2 separate regions of the Mus musculus genome follow, and region 1 is linked to region 2. Evidence: chromatin contacts called from public Hi-C data. All regions are on one chromosome and are shown on one strand. Each heading gives the region's core, a stretch centred on a gene start, on an enhancer-like site or on the middle of the called end of the contact. The rest is flanking DNA. Distances are from core to core; before and after follow the strand shown.

What was found. A called contact is a pair of places that touch in the nucleus more often than the background predicts.
Region 1: a contact with region 2 is called in a Hi-C map of the N1E-115 cell line, with 3 times the contacts expected there. The contact joins two enhancer-like sites. A contact is called at or near these places in 11 of 484 Hi-C or Micro-C datasets (the BV-2 cell line, the HL-1 cell line, LSK cells and 8 more) and 2 of 9 other capture datasets (adipose tissue and pancreatic islet).

What each region holds. Positions count from the first base shown.
Region 1 is chr11:119,881,769-119,884,677 of GRCm38.p6, forward strand. The region is part of intron 24 of Rptor (regulatory associated protein of MTOR, complex 1); the gene reads left to right. Among named protein-coding and RNA genes, the nearest start is that of Chmp6, 31 kb to the right of the region's middle. Within about 2 kb of position 1,488, at least 13 of the 459 cell types and tissues checked have an H3K27ac peak or open chromatin away from gene starts, as enhancers often do. A contact at or near this core is called in the N1E-115 cell line, where this site is marked.
Region 2 is chr11:119,787,939-119,790,753 of GRCm38.p6, forward strand. The region is part of intron 7 of Rptor (regulatory associated protein of MTOR, complex 1); the gene reads left to right. Among named protein-coding and RNA genes, the nearest start is that of Rptoros, 45 kb to the right of the region's middle. Within about 2 kb of position 1,488, at least 49 of the 459 cell types and tissues checked have an H3K27ac peak or open chromatin away from gene starts, as enhancers often do. A contact at or near this core is called in the N1E-115 cell line, where this site is marked.

The DNA.
Region 1 (2,909 bases), core at 238-2,737, 94 kb after region 2:
TTCAGTCCTATGTGGTGAGAAGAGAGAACCAACTCTTTCAAGGTGTCCTCTGACTTCCACATGTGCACCATGGCACATGTACCCACATATATATATATATATATATATATATATATATATATACACACACACACACACATACATACACTCATACACTAAAATAAATGTTTAAAAAAAATGGGGGTGGGGTAGGGAGTGGAGGCTGGAGAGATGACTCAGCAGTTAAGAGCACTGACTGTTCTTCCAAAGATCCTGAGTTCAATTCCCAGCAACTACATGTTGGCTTACAACCATCTGTAATGGGATCTGATGCCCTCTTCTGGTGTGTTTGAGGACAGCTATAGTGTACTTATATACATAAAATAAATCTTGGAGGAGGAAGAGGAGTTGCTTTTCATTAAGAAAATGAAGTTAATCAGGTGTGCTGGTGCACTCCCTTGATCCCAGCACCATGAGAGCAGAGGCAGTCAGATCTCCATGAGTTTCATGCCAGCCTGAACTACAGAGCGAGTTCCAGGCCAGCCAGAGTTACATGGTGAGACCCTGTCTAACGAAATGAAAATATGCAGACCTGGTGGTACATGACTATAATCTGAGGTAGGAAGAATGCAGGGTTCAGGGCAGCCTGGACTACACAGTGAGACCTTGTCTTAAATAAACAGAGGACTTGCACACATGCTTCGTAAGAAAAATGTAGCTGGCAGGTGAGTGCACAGACGTTCAGCAGCATCCGTCAGGTCCGTGAGAGGTCACCACCCCTGCTTCAAATGATGGATCTGAAACTTGTCAGTCGCCAGTGCTGGCGAAGAAGAGGAGCCTCTGAACAGCCAAGCTGTGCTCTGTAAGGGTAGAGGAGATACAACATCTACTCGGAGAGCCTGCACATGGAAGTCTGCTTTCACAGAGCGAGAAAGGCCATCATCACAGTGTGCTGAGTGGAAGGTTCTTTATAGCTCCTCAGAACAGGCAAAAGCCCGGGGTCAGAAAGCAGGCTGGTGCTTGCCAGACTTGACACGGAGAGGGGACGACACCCAGACTGCTCAATCCAAATTGCTAACAGTTATGACTAAACATCTGCCTAATCCCAAAACCATCCCTAAAGAGGGTGAACTGGCTGTATGTCAGTCAAATCAACGTGACTGTAGACAGAGACCACTTTCTCCGTTAGTGCTCAAGTCATATCTAATGATCATGGAAAGGGCACAGATGTACACACTGTAGGCTTGAACTCTCAGACCATTGCCCACCCGGCTGCCACCTGGAGAAAGGATGGGGGTAATGACAGACTGTGAGAAGAGCAGATCACCTGTCCTTTAGCCGGAATGGCCAGTGTTGGCCCCTCCCTTGAGGTCCTCCCCAATTTTTTCTTTTCCCAAGCCTTTTTTCAATCTTGATAGTCACATTCCTTGCCTTCCCTAGGCACCAAAAGTAAGACATAGCCCCAAGGTCTAGACTCCACACAAGACCTGCATATACTGTCTTACTTTCCTTTGTTCCAGAGCCTCAAGGTCTTTGTCACCAGAAAAGGGCTGGGCCTCAGTTTTCAGCTCCCTCTCAGCTGCCTGTGCCTCCACTGGAGGCTTCAGCTGTAATTGGTCTTTCTAAAAAGCAAGAGGTACAGGATTGTCCTGTGATATCCTAATCGTGTGACGTGGTAAAACAGCCCACATCTCTCTAGGAGCTCAGAAGCCAGGCCTGGATGCTTACTTACTAAAAGGCACTATTTCTCAGACCAGATAGAAATGGGAAAGAGAAAATGGGGCTGGGGGGTCTGAGCTGTTGTACAGACTCATCTAGCCCCTCCATCCCGAGAGCTGGTCACCCCCAGTGATGCCATGCCTGCGCCTTCTCACAGTGCACCAATAGTGCACTATCCCTGCCTCCCTTAGTGGGTCTTCCTCTGTACTTTCTGCTGCCTGTTCATCTGTGTGCCTGGTTCCAGTGCTGTCTATCACAAGTATAGCAGCTCTGCAAGAGAATACTCACCTCTACATGCTGGGTAAAGACACAGCCGCACCCTCACCCCTCACTCTGTGAGACAGAGTCCAGTGACAGCTCAAGTGCCAGACTGTCTGACACTCTCCAGGTTTCTATATGCCTGTGCCTCCCCCACTGTCTCTTCAGGCCTTGATTGTCTCTGTTTTGTTGTCTTTGGAGCCTGGGCTGGAGTCTCCCACATGTGCAGCAGTGGCTCAGTGCAGAGCTTCAGAGAGCAGCACCAGGGTCGTCTGCCTGCTGTAAGCACCTTTTAGACCTCTGCTTCTGATGTGCTCCAGAAAAGCTGGGTCTCACAAAAGCATCTCTCTTTCTCTCTCTCTCTCTCTCTCTCTCTCTCTCTCTCTCTCTCTCTCTCTCTCTCTCTCTCTCTCTCTCTCTCTCTCTCTCTCTCTCTCTCTCTCTCTCTCTCCACGCTCGGGTCTGTCAGAAGCTGCTTCTCGCTGTTGCTCACCTCACTGGTCATTGTCATTCCTTTTCAATAAGCTCTGCGTTATCATGAGATAAAACTTGTGCTTCTGAGCCCACATTTGCTGCTGTGGGACGTTTTCTAAACTGATAGCCACCCACAGGGAAGCAGGGCCATCTCCCCCATGTCCAAACTGGACATGCTCCTCTGGCCCCTAGTTTTGTGGTTTGGGTGTGGTTCTGTGCCATTTTTGACACAAAAAAGAAGGGTGCCTGGCAATAAAACCCTGAGAAAGAAATACAGTCCCGTCTGGGGTCCTCGGACTGGTGCTGTGTCCCTTAGGAAGCCTCTGTAAAACACTGAAGGAAATACACCAATACACCTATGTTCACGAGCAAGCTCGGTTCTCAAAGCCAGCACCACTGTCTCTGCATGGCCAGAAGCATTTCCCTTGTTTGGGAATCTCAGGACCCCACCCTGACAGGCCCACCTTATCCTGTTAGCT
Region 2 (2,815 bases), core at 238-2,737:
AGGGCAGGAACTTGGAGGCAGGAGATGATACAGAGGCCATGGATGTGTGCTGCTTACTGGCTTGCTTCCCCTGGCTTGCTCGGCCTGCTCTCTTATTGAACCCAGGGCTACCAGTCCAGGGATGGCACCATCCACAAGGGGCCGTTCCCCCTTAATCACTAATTGAGAAAATGCCTTACAGCTGGATCTCATGGAGGCATTTCCTCAAGGGAGGCTCCTTTCTCTGTGATAACTCCAGCTTGTGTCAACTTGATACACAAAACCAGCCAGTACATTGCCTTATTACTGTGCTCCAAACATTGTTCCTCAGGATCCCAGGGTGGCTGCACTGTAGCCTTAGCAGTTACCTGCAGATTCCACAAGGCCCATAAGAGTGTTCCACCAACTTTAGTGGCCTTAAAGCTAAGGCATGTTTTCAGCTAAGCTGCCGTGTCTGGAAGGAAGGAAGAGTGAACCTGTTTGAGCCCCCTCCACTGCTTCTAATTATCTGTGTTCACCTATTGCCTGATGAATAAGCCTGATGGTGCTGCAGCGCATATTTATATTCCGAATCCTTTGAGAGAATGGCAATAAGATCCATGCTTGCAAATTAAGGGACATTTTTCAGCCCTGAAACAAAGTAATGAAACGCTTAAACAGTGCTAGAAATATTAGGGTTCTCAGAAAGCTCCAGGGATCCCACGGATGCTGAACCTGATCCGGGAGGCTGTTAGTTAGTATTCTGATCACTAGAGGCACAGAGTGTACAAAAATTATTCATGATTAACATCGATTGTGTAAACACATCCTAAAGAGCAGCGGCTGTGTCTGGAGCAGCCAGCTGCCGTTGTGCCCCTCCTGCTGCTTCAAAGGCTTCAGGGCCACTTACCCTTCAGGTGCCCACTGCCTCGAGCTGGGCAGCCTCCAGGTGTCCACTGCCCCAAGCTGGGCAGCCTCCAGGTGCCCACTGCCCCGAGGTGGGCTTGGTTCTGGGTTTGAAACTGCTTGGTTTTTTTAATAGCCTTTCAAGATAACATTTGCAGATGTGTCCAAATAAGGGCTTTCTGTATATCTCCTTTCTAAAGGGACCTGTGAAGGTAAGTATTGTCATCTACCTTTGAAGAGCTAGGGAAATGAAAATGCAGGGTGGGTGAGTCATCTGAGTGGGTCACTAGAACAGGCAGCACACTGCAGTGAGATCTCATCTGAGTCATGCTGTGCCTTTCCCTCGGATACCCTCACTCAGGAAGGTATTAGGCCTTCTCTGTCACAGGCATAGGGACCATGGTTGTAAATCACTTTGCTGTCCAGATAGAGAAACAATGTAGACTAGTTTTTATATTAATCATTAAAAAATAAAGGCTTGGTTTTTAAAGTATGCTTCTTTCCAGTTCAACTGTAATAGCTGTTTGTGGTTTAAAAAAAAAAAGTATGCACAGATCAGCAATCCCTCCCTCCAAGAAATCAACAGTTGATCAACATGCTCAGGCCATCATCTTACTCTGGTGATGACTCACTGATAGCAGTGTAGGGTGGACTAAATGGAACAGATGCCCAGGGCCTGAGCAGTGCAGAAGAAGCCAGGAGCTAGAGGGAGTGTTGGGACACAAAAATACGGAAGGCCGGATCTCTGCTTGCCACCTAGAGGCTTTCCCCACCCAGTTTCCTGTGTCTTCACCTCACCTCCAAGTGGGTCATTCCTGCCCAGGCAACCTTACACAAGTCCTGTAAAGGCAGAGGACAGGTGAAAGGTGCCAGTCTCCCCAGTGCTTGACACACCACTCCTGCAAGGAGTGCCATCCATGTTTTGTTCTCATGCACACTGCAGAGACTCGGCACTGAGTGATGTCACAGCTGAGGACTGGAAAAAGGATGGGGGGTGGGGGTGGGGGGACCTGCACACAGCAGGAATTGCTTCCATTTCCTTCACAGTGGCATCAAAACAAAGGTCTGCAGGCCCCAGCATGGTGCATATCAGCCTCTCTCAATGGCACAGGCTTCATTTCTACCCAGCTCAGGGGTTTGGTCCTAAGGAACCAAGTGTGTTGTGAGAGGCAGAATGCAGTGCCTCCTCAACGAATACAGCTGCCTGGCAGAGCACAGTAGGACACAGTGAAGCAGAGTGTGTGCCTCACCCAGAACCCTTGGCCAGCCTTCCTGGTGACAGCTTCTATTTAATAAGAGTTAGCTCCGGAGCATAGCTGTTTCCTGTCACTGCAGTCACCTTGCTGGGAAAACTAGTCCCTTCTCAACTCTTGCCTGGACCTGTTACATACACTATATATACACTATATATACACTACACATCACTATTGTCTGTATGTGGTGCTGTTACCCTCCAGAGCTAGCATTCATTAACATTAACCACACACTCATACCTTCTGATGACCCTCGTTCTTTCCTGAACCTCAGAGCTCCCATCTGAGCTCTTTTTTTTTTTTTTTAGCCTTTCCTGCGGATCTGGGGTGAAAACAGGTCTCCTGTTTGAAATGCCATGGTTGCCCTGTTTTTGTTTTCATGGTGTTAGAGCAGCATTATCAGGAGACAGTAAACCTCAAGTTAACTGATTTGATAAGGTTCAGCGGGTATATGGTCTCCTGGAACCACCGCTCCCCACCCCCACAGGGCAGGGCTGCAGTGTTCTTACTTCACCCACCCCACTAACCCTCCAGACCCCCAAGCCCAGGCCATTTTGGATCTGCCTTTCCATATACTAGAGTTGCTTTTTCAGAATTTCATGGACGTAGAGCTCTTGTGTGTGCGGGTTTGATCAACGTAGCCTTTCAGCTTCACCCAGGCTTGGCTTGGCGCATTGATGCTTTGTTCTTTTACTGCA